2 separate regions of the Pan troglodytes genome follow, and region 1 is linked to region 2. The links are chromatin contacts, called in public capture Hi-C maps. All regions are on one chromosome and are shown on one strand. Each heading gives the region's core, a stretch centred on a gene start, on an enhancer-like site or on the middle of the called end of the contact. The rest is flanking DNA. Distances are from core to core; before and after follow the strand shown.

Evidence for each region. Capture Hi-C pulls out chosen DNA fragments and counts their contacts.
Region 1: a capture Hi-C map of stem cell-derived neural stem cells shows a contact between it and region 2, with 5 times the contacts expected there. The contact joins two enhancer-like sites. A contact is called at or near these places in 1 of 7 Hi-C or Micro-C datasets (stem cell-derived neural progenitor cells) and 1 of 1 other capture datasets (stem cell-derived neural stem cells).

What each region holds. Positions count from the first base shown.
Region 1 is chr9:13,280,579-13,286,006 of NHGRI_mPanTro3-v2.0_pri, reverse strand. DENND5A (DENN domain containing 5A) reads left to right here. Exons shown (of 21, transcript XM_063782769.1): 21 at 1,483-2,516. The coding sequence ends at 1,666. Among named protein-coding and RNA genes, the nearest start is that of SCUBE2, 26 kb to the right of the region's middle. Within about 2 kb of position 3,381, at least 7 of the 24 cell types and tissues checked have an H3K27ac peak or open chromatin away from gene starts, as enhancers often do. A contact at or near this core is called in stem cell-derived neural stem cells, where this site is marked.
Region 2 is chr9:13,158,543-13,163,767 of NHGRI_mPanTro3-v2.0_pri, reverse strand. No RefSeq gene overlaps it. Among named protein-coding and RNA genes, the nearest start is that of NRIP3, 14 kb to the right of the region's middle. Within about 2 kb of position 3,432, at least 4 of the 24 cell types and tissues checked have an H3K27ac peak or open chromatin away from gene starts, as enhancers often do. A contact at or near this core is called in stem cell-derived neural stem cells, where this site is marked.

The sequences.
Region 1 (5,428 bases), core at 2,132-4,631, 120 kb before region 2:
GTGATCTGTCGGGGTAGGGATGACAACGTGTATGTAACTCGGGGCAGAGGGGCCCCATTTTGAAAGGAAAGATCAAAATCACACCACTGGGGAAGTTTGAAGCAGAGTATATCTAGTTATTCCTTCATTAGACATTTAAATGGCCTTATGGAAGTTGGTAGGAAGAGAGCTGAATAAAACGTGGCCCCTTACCATTTATTTATTTATTTTGAGATGGAGTTTCGCTCTTGTTGCCCAGGCTGGAGTGCAATGGTGTGATCTCGGCTCACCACAACCTCCGCCTCCTGGGTTCAAGTGAGTCTCCTGCCTCAGCCTCCCGAGTAGCTGGGATTACAGGCATGCGCCATCACGCCTGGCTAGTTTTGTATTGTCAGTAGAGACGGGGTTTCTCCATGTTGGTCAGGCTGGTCTTGAACTCCTGACCTCAGGTGATCTGCCTTCCTTGGCCTCCCAAAGTGCTGAAATTACAGGCGTGAGCCACCATGCCTAGCCAACATTTAGAAGCTTACTTGTCCTAATTAAATACAGAGCATGGAAGAAGGTTTTGAGGGTCCAAAAATGAAGTGTACATTCATACAATATGCTGAAAAGGTAGAGGAGAAAGATCAGAGAAGACTTCAGGGAGGAGTTGGTATTTAAGTGAGCCTTTAATGGAAGGAAATAACAGAACGTGGCAAGGGCAGTAATAGGAAACACAGTTGAAAGGAGGATAGGGCCCCTGAGCTGGGACAGAGAAAGATTCTTTTCATATTAGTACAAAGTTGTTTCATCAGGGGACTGAAGTAATATTAATCTGATATTATGGGTGGTATGCATTAGAGTGGACAAGATTATTAGGGGCTATTCCTGTAGGTCAGGTGAGAGAGCATGAAGCTCAAATAAACTTAAGGCAGTTTATTCAGGCTGCATAAAGGGGGAGAATTGGCATAGTGGTTAAAAACAGACTCCAGAACCGCATTCACTAGGTTCAGATCTCAAGTTATCCATTTACTAGCCATGTGATCTTGGACAAGCTACTTAACTTCCATCTACCCCACTTTCTTCATCTATAAAGTGGGGATAATAATAGTACCTACCTCATATCACAGGGTTATCGTGAAGATTAAATCTCTTATGTCAGTGCCAGCACATGCTGAGTGTTATGTGAGGTTAGTGCTTATTATTATTCCTGGTGGTGGTAGCTGTGGGAGGAGAGAAGCTCTGGGAGACACCAGTGGTGGGACTGACTAGGCAGGGCGAGGGAGGCAGGGGAGGAGGAGGCCTGGAGGCTCATGACAGGGCTGATTTGGGTCAGGTTTGTTTGGTGTCCTGGAGCTGAAAGACCTCTTTGCCAGTCCCTGTTTGGGAAAGGGGGGTGTCGGGAGCTGTCAGCTTCTCCAGCTTCAGACTTAGTTCATGGTTTCCCCCTTGGCCTTGCACTAACGCTCTCTCTTCCTTTTCCTTTGCCCCTCTGACCTGCCTGGACTGCTCCCACTCTGCCAGAGATCACCTCCTACACCACTGGATTGCCCTGCTGGCTGACTGCCCCATCACTGCACACATGTATGAGGATGTGGCACTGATCAAAGACCATACACTTGTCAATTCCTTGATTCGTGTGCTGCAGACATTGCAGGAGTTCAACATCACGCTGGAGACGTCCCTTGTCAAGGGCATCGACATCTGACCTCCCAGCACCAGCCAGCAGCAGGACTGAGAAAGACTCACCCTGCAGCTCTGACCTTTCTTCCCAAAGGGACTTTAGCGATTGTGCAGGAGTAGGAGACAAAATGTACACTCACTGTAAAAAGAAAACTAGAGGATTTTTGGAATAAATAATCTATTTTAGAGTTTATTTGCTGATTTGCTTTTTACACACTTTCATGTGAAAGAGTGATAGGGAGAGGGAGCGAGGCTGGTGCCGCTTATTTTGAAGCTGGTGCCCTCCCTCGCCGTGGCCACATGCTGGAAGCCTGAGGCCTCCCTGGACTGAGCCTGTGGCACTGCGTGCGGGACAGTTATGTTTCCTTGCCCCGTCGCATTAATGAGGCCCTTCCACATCATTTTTAAACTAATGTTTTTCTATATTAACATTATTATGGATATTTGGCTTTCATAGGCCACACACAGGTGTGCTGCGCGGGAAGCCCCATGCTCCAATCAAAGGGATTTTTAGTAGTGCCTCTAAGCAAGCACTGATGAGTCAGTCCCACGTATTTTCTTTTTTGTCAGTATTATTTGGGAAGGAGACATGCCGGGATGTGTCATCGTGCCAAATACCACATTTCCTGTTGGCACAGTTTCACAGAAGTAAACATAAGCATGTTTTAACAGGTTTTTCTTTTCTTTTTTCTTTTTTAAAATGTTTTATTTATTTAACCCGCCATTGTGTGTTTTTAAGTATTTTCTTTTTTTAAGGAAAGGAAAAGCTTGTCACAATCTAACTGGCTATGTTATTATTATTAAATTTATGTTTTGCAACTTAGAAACCAGCTACATACAGTATGGCCCACTTAATAAAACACCTGAAACAAAAACTGCATGGATCACTGATTTTTATGGAGGTTTGTGAGCAGTGAGTGGCTGCGGGTGCAGTTGGGTCCATCTGTGAGGATGGTCTTGTGGCATCACCTCTCTTTACCAGCAGGCTCGGGGTTGTGGCCTGCCCAGGATGCCCCTGAGGGCCTGGGGTCTCCTGGGTCCTTCTGCCCGCAGTGCTAGGAGCCTTCCTAGCTGTTATGTGGCTGATTCACATGGATGCAGACAGGGTTCTTTCCCCACTCCACAGAGGAGGAGACTGAGACACAGGAGGGAAAAGACCCGGCCAGGGGTGCAGAGGTTGTCACTTGACTGAGACAGGATGGGCCCTTTCTTGAGAGGGTAAGAGAGACCAGGTGTGGGAAGCTGGGGGTCGGGGGAAGCTCTTGAAAGAAAGGTTTGCTTTCCTGGGGATGGCAGGTGGGAGACCTTTATGAGAGGTCCAGCTTCCTTCATTTTTATTCTTCAGGCTGCTTTGGCAGGAAGCTCCAGAAGAAGTGTAATGTGATCAAGTCAGGCACCTCAGACCAATCAGTGCCCTCTTTTATGCTTCCCTGGTTTGCATGCATTTTCCCTTTGCCTGGAATGCCTCCCCTTCACCCACTTTGTGTTTGTTGTACAGGGTTTACTTTAGCAGTCACCTGCTGTGAAGTGTCCCCAATCTCCCTAGGCAGTTAATCATTCCATCCTTGTGCTCCTTCATTTTCTTAGATGCTGGCATCTCCTCTCTGGATTGTCATTGCCTGCTTTCGTGTCAGGCTCAGCCCTTGCACCGTGAGCTCCCAGAGGGAAGAGGGGGATCTCTTGCCTGTCTCCATCCCCTGGGCCTGGCAGGTGGTAAATGCTTCTGAAGAGATGAGGAAAGGGCCCAGAGAGCTGCAGCGCAGCTTCCTGCCTGCAGAGGGGGTGAGAGGCCACACTGCAGCCGTCTGCCTGGAGCCCACGGACAGAGCTTTAGTTCTTTCGAGATGGCCGAGGAAAGGGGAAGGAAGGTAGGCAGTACCTCTGGAGCAGGAAGTGGGATTCTTGGCTGGGCAAGAAGGGCAGCATGGAACTCAGCTGTATGTGTTTATATTGTGGGCCTAGACCTGAGCTTACCTTAAGGCAGGTGCTGGGACCAACTATTTCCTTGCTCTTTCTAACAGCTGATCCTACTCACTTTCTACTGTGTTTTGTTTTGTAATCTTCTGCAAATCTGTTTTGGAATGATGTGTGATATAAGAGAACAGACCTGTTTAGTAGCTCAAGATTTCAAGGACACTTGAGTCAACTGCATTCTTCTGTTTAGGGCCCAGCCAGGCCTCTCCAGTGGCCCTGGGTAAATCAGGTGTGTTTGGTTCACTCAGCAAGCAGCCCTGCCTGCCTCAGCTTCTGCACCTGCTCTACTTCAGGGCTTCCCAGGCTGTGATTTCAGGGACTGGTAAATAAACAAGCAAGCAAAGGAACTCAGTGAATTACTATAAAGCAAGCACCCTTATAATCACCACTCAGGTCAAGAATAGAACTTTGCCAGCCCCCCAGGGTCCTCCATGTTCCCCCTTCCCCATCACAGTCCCAGCACCTCCCTTCTTCCATCTTAACTTTTATAAGTAATAATTTCGTTGAGTTTCTTTATTGTTTTGTCACCCAAATGTGCATCCCTACATGCTATAGTCTTACTGTCCTTTTAAAAAAAACTTGATATATCTTTTAAGTCTCTTTTAATCTAAAGGGTCCCCTCCATCCCTTTCCTTTTCTTACAAATTGTTGAAGATTTTAAGCCATTTGATCTGTAGATTTTCATAGCCTGGGTTTTTGCTAATTTCATGCCCGTGGTGCAGTTCAATATACTCCTTTATCCTCAGCATTTCCTGCAGATCAGCAGCTAGATCTAGACAATTTGCCTCAGGTTGATCCCTTTGATAAGACTCTAGGTAGTGGTGTGCTCATTTAGCAAGAAGCACGTAACATCTGTTTTTCACTTTTGTTATGTTAGCAGCCACTGATGCTCAATGCCTACATCCAGCAAGTAATTCACTGGGGATTGCAGCATGGGGATATTCTAATCTATCATTTTCTCTTCATTTATTAGATGGAATAATTTTATAAGGAGACATTGTCTCTCATCTACTGTTTGATTTCCCAGTAGGGTTTGTGTGGGAAAGGCAGATAAGTGCTTAATTCTTTCCTTTTATTTACCCAGCTTTTAAGATATGAACTGGTTCTTTGTTATCCTCAGAAGGTGACTATTTTTTAAACAATATTATGAACTCATGAGTTTAAATGTATTTGATAGGCTTCATCTCATTGCAATTATTATCTTTATTGTCCTGCTTTTGGCCTTTGGGAGCCTCTTTAAGTTGGTTCCTGAGTTGTTTTGACACAACTCTAGTTGTCTTTGATATCTGCTTTGTTTTCTGGTATTGCAAGATGTTCTAGGCTCACTTTAATCATTTTCTGTCCTAGACTTGGAATCAGTCATTTCTCCAAAAAGCACTGGTTTCCTTAAGTGGGAAATGGTATTGCAAGACCATAATTGGACACTGGAAATTCTCATTGTTACTGGTAGATCATTGGTTCTAGGCCTATTCAGTAGACAGAGCTTTGATTATATTTAAATATAACATTTTTATACATTTAATATAGACATCTAGAAACATATATAGTAAATATGTATTTTTAAAGATAGTGAAGGTCTTGGAATTATATATGTTAAATGCATATATAAATATGTATGTATACATGAGTGTGTATACACACATGCATCTATGGTGCCCCATGATTTTACAGTGTTCTTTCTGATTCCAATTCAGGATTATAGGGTGCCTTTGTCCATTTAATGCGGCTACAAAGGAATACCTGAGGCTGGGTAATTCATAAAAGAGGCTTAGTTGGCTCATCGTTCTGCAGGCTTTACAGGAAGCATGATGCC
Region 2 (5,225 bases), core at 2,183-4,682:
CCCTCCGACACTCTGCTGGCCATTGCCTGAGGGACTGGGGAGTTCAGGTGAAATGTAATTTCCTCAGTGGATGAGAATCATCAATTGTCATGAAAAGGAGATTTCACCAACCCTGAGTCAGTATTGCCAAGGGTTCTACTCCCCAAGTGGGCTTCCCATCACAAGGGATCTGAGGTCCAGGTGGGTGTGGTGAGGCCCAGCCTGTCATGTATGCCTTCCTTCCCCAGTCTCAAATGTAAGAGACGGACTCTGCTCCGTGGACATGAGCAGCCCCTTGAAGGGTGGTCTCATTCTTTAACAGTAACAGCACTGCCAGAAACACCCCCTGAATGCCACACGATCATCTCACTTTGGGTCAGGCCAGCAGGGCCTCACGATCATTTCTTGAACTTGAATTTTCAATGTTATTGAATCTTTAAACATTTAAATCCCCAAGCAAAAATCTCATTACAGTGAATAAAAAGGAATCCAATCAAACAAGCCACCACTTCCCTAATGGATGGACTACCTACAACTATAGTGTTTTGTTATTTCAATAACAATTCTATGCACAGCCAATTCTCCATACCAAAGTACTAAAAAAATGTTTAACAAGCATTTTTGAAGAAAACAAAGAGAACTTCATTATGGTTAAACTTGCTTTTCATCTCAGTGTTGCTTTTTTTAACCTGTTAATAACATTGATTCTTAAAAAGTCCTAATCAAACTTCTTTATTTGGATGGGCCCTAAATATTCATTTTCAGATTTCTCTTCAAAAGTTTGAACATCATCATTAAAAAAAAAATAGCATTAAAACAAGCACTTGGACTTTGTTATACTGGAGCTTGGCCTATATTTCTGAGTCTAACCATAAGATGAAAATTCTAATGTCACATAAACCCGAGTTAGTGACCGCACTGATGTGAAGGTGAGATGAGCTGAGCTGCACCATTCTGTCCAGGCATGTTAGCAACTTTGTGCTCATGACTGTGTGATCCTGTCTTGCTGATTTCACAAGAAGGCTAGGGATGGGAATACTCTGGGGGTTGGAAGGAGGCTGCATAAACCCGGTCACTATGGAGCATCCTCCACGGGGCAGCCCCATGCACCAGAGCTGTGTTGCTGGTACACGCACAAACCACTGACGCACAGGAGGTATAAAGAGGAGCTTCCTCTCTATTCCCTCAACTACCTTAAGAGATGCTGTGATCCTGTTGGGGGCTGGCTATCTGGAGATACTATTTCTACCTGCTACATCAATATTTATCAAACTTCTGCCTGGTACTCTAGGCCCTGGGGATGCAGCGATAAGACAGACAAGGTCCCTGCCCTCATGAAGCTTACATTTTAGAGGGAAGAGACAGACAAAGAACAGATAAATCAACATGAAAAGTAGCAGCTAGTGGTAAGAGCTATGTTGAAAATTAAAATAGGTTACTGTAACAGATGATTGTGTGGCTACTTTAGGATTGGGGATTATAGATGGCCTCTATGCGGAAATTACATTTCAATTGAAAACTAAATGGCAAGAAGAAACCAGTCTTGGGAAAATTAGGGGGAAGAGCTTTCCGAGAGAGGAAAACCAAGTGCAAAGGCTGTCAGGCAGGAGCAACCATTTGTGTATATTGTAGTCTAGTGAGAAGGCAGGTCGTACAAGATGAGGCTAGAGAACCAGACACGGCCAGATCACATCGGGCTTTGGAATCTATAATGAGGGGTTTGAGTTATTTCTAAATATGTTGCGAACTTTTGAATGGATTTAAGCAGAGGAGTGAGATAATCTGATTTATGTTTTAAAAGGGTAGCTGTGGCTACTGTGTGAATAGGAAGCCAGCACGGAGGCAGAGAGAGTTATTCACAGACTACTGCAACAGAACAAGCAGCCATCCAGTTGGCAGATGAAGGTATTGTCTGGATTAGGGTGTTGTAGTGGAGATGAGAGAAGTAGAAGGATTCTGGACGTGTTTTGGGGGACAGTCAACAGAATTTGCTGATGGGGATTGTATGGAAGTGCTGAGGGAAAGAAGGAAGTCAAAGATGACTCCTAGTTGCCTAAGAAACTGGTAGATGGAGAAGACTAGGAGGAGCAGGTTCGGGGTATGCAGCAGTTTTAAAACATGTTTGCAAATTCTTTGAGGTTCCTTCCATGGACAGTTGGGGTCTGTGTCACCTCCCCTTGACTCTGGGCTCTGTGACTGCTTGACCAATATTAACATGGCAGAAGTAATGCTTTACGAGGCCCAGGGCTTAAGACACTAGCAGCTTCCACTTCCTCTCCTTAGGACACTCACACTTGAAACTCAGTCACCACGTCATGAGGAAGCAAGCCATAACAGCCTGTGGAGAGGCCATGTGGAGAGGAACCACAGTCCCTCCACCCACCGGCCAGGCTGAGCTTCCAGGCGACAGCCAGCAAAACTTGCCAGCTGCGTGAGTAAGCCATCTTGGAAAGGGATTCTCCAGCTGCTCCAGCTGACACTTCATGGAGCAGTCCTCATTGAACCACAGAAAAATTAGAGATTTGTGTGCAAAATTAATGATTATTATCTTAAATGATTGATAGGTTTTGAGGTGACTTCTTATGCAGTAATATAACAGTGAAAAGGGGAGATGGTTAAGAGTTCCATTTTGGCCATTCTAGGTTCTAGGTGCCTATCATATGTCCAACTGGAGGGTTCAAATAGGCAAATGGTTATACAAAGCCCCAGGAGAGGTCAGGGCTGGAATATAAGTTTTAATGTCACAGAGTAAAGGCATGAGACTTTACCCCGGTTAAGGTCACCTGGGAAACATGTAAATAAAAGAAGACCAGGGAACTCTTAATTCTGGGATTTCCTGTGTGGGCACAGGAACAAGGACTTTGAGGAGCTGCGTATTAAGTAAACAGGAAGAGGTCAGAGCTGAGCTTCCATCTTCCCTCCAAGAGAGCTAGTTCTATGGGTGAACCCTGAATCGGCATGGATCTGTACAGTCCTTCCTTCTAGCTGTAGATATTGTTCTTTAGCCATTTACTGAAGTGCTGCATCTATGGATTTAACAACATCTCCCTTGAATTTCCAATGCTAATAAAAAAGTGTTTGCCTTTTCACACTAACAGACAATTATCTTCACTTTGGAAAATTGCTTCCTCTGAATCATGCCCTGAGCTGTTAAGTGTGTCGTCTGTAGGCACTCACTGGATTTAGGTTTGCAGGTGATATTAAAATGTCATGTGGCAACCTGGAAAAGGCAGTGGCTGCACAGCACAGTGCAAGGACTTGCTTACCCTCCGGCAGATCTTTGCAGGAAGATGCACCAGAGCTGTTGCCTGCAGCTGACCACCACAGCTGGTGGGCCTATGTGCTGGAAAACCCAGGGGTCATTCCAGGCCCAGCTGTAATCTTCTTAGCCCTGAAGAGATGCCTCTTACTGTCAGCATCTCTGCTTCTTTTCACACAGCAGGATACGTCTTGGAGCCTTACCCAAGTCTGCACTACTTCTAGCCAGCATTTGGGAGGCAAATGGACTAGCTGAGGCTGGAATAAAGCAGTTCCTCACCACGTTGAGGGAATCTTGTTACATACGGCCCTCTAGCTAGGCAAGCCATCAGCTGCCTACGATTTAAGGTCCTGGGAGTGGCCAGTAGGGGCCCATCCACAGAAACTTAGAGGCCTTGGTGAGGCTTCATTTCTGTGACCATCTTCCATTCCAGGGGCTTGTGAGCCCAGCTCAGAGGTGTCCTAATATTTGTAGTGCCCTGCCTCCTTCTCCCTTCAGGCAGTCTTGATCAGCCTGCAGGAGACCATCCTTAGGGGCCTGTTAACACAGCAGGGCTGCTCCTGTGATCCATGTCAGTGATATAGCCATGAAGATATCACTACTCAGCAGGGAGCACTTTCCAGAGAACACAGTGGCATCAAAATAGATTTAGAAAATGAAACCACTCTAATATAGGCAGTTTGCCTTAGTTGAATAAAAGCGATACAAATTAAACCTACCTACTGCAAACAATGACAGTAACTCAGTAGTGCTTGGTTTTCAGAGTGTCTCATAAAGGGGATGCAACTACAGACCTTAGTTACTAATAATTTCTTATTATGTTTTTGGTCATTCATTCATTTATGCAACATATATTTATGGAGAGCCTATTAAGTGCTAGACATTGTAGGAGCCAGGGATACTGCAGGGAGCAAAAGAAGCTCCCTGCTCTTGTGGAATTTAGGTTCCAGTCTGGGAAGACAGACAATAAACAAATGAACATATACTGTAAAGTCAAGTAGTGATGAGTGGTATAAACAAGGAAGGGCTAAAGGACAGAGAATGAGGAGGTGGTGGGAGGGAGCTGCTGTCTTAGGATGAGCTCATCATTAGAGTCATGAATCCAGGCCCCTCCTAGAGCACTGGCTCCTCAAACCAAGCCTGGCAGCACTGGCCCTGGCAAGCTCCTTTATCCGCCCAGCAAGACCTTGGCATTTCATGTCAAGCCAAGCTGACCAAAGCTTCAAGCTGTGAACGAGCCATTTGGCAGTTCCCCGAACAGGTGCCACCTAGTGGTTGCAATATGGAGTCGACCTGTGTTTCTGTCTCCCGTCCCACTGCCTCAGACCTTACATGCCCATAATTCAAGACAAGATCTTACCCAAGGGGCCCTGGGGACTAGGGCTGTGATTTGACAACTGATTGGTCGCATGTTGTTTGACACAGCCCTCGGAGTTTATTTTGTTTAGATATTTTCCTTTTTTCTCTGCTTGGCAGAGAAAAACTAGTGACCAAGTCCAAACTCACTGATCTAGGTCATTTCAAACTATCAACAACACTCTGAATCTCACATACAAACACCACATATTCATGCATTCACTGTTACGGTCTAGGCACCAAGGTAGGCTGGATATATAGTCCTGAGTCAGAAGGGAAAAGGAGTTGAAGGAATGATGAGGACAAAATCTACTCCTCAATTATAATCTTGCCTGTTTTACCACTTTGTAGTTCCAGGAGCTCCCTACCACACTCCCCTGCCTTGGATTGTTCTCTGATCGTACACAGTATCCTAGGACTGAAGGATAATTTTGGGCCACAGGTTGAAGTTTTCTGTCTTTTCCCTACAAAACGCAAAAAGTAGAAATGCAAGCCTACCTCAAATTTGAGCTTTGGTGCTGGCTTTGCCTTATTACATGTGTGGCAGTTGAAAAAAATTAACAGCTGCTAAGCAGGAATTGGAACCAATGCCCCAGAGAAGACAGAGCCCAGTAATGTCTGAAGCAGCATG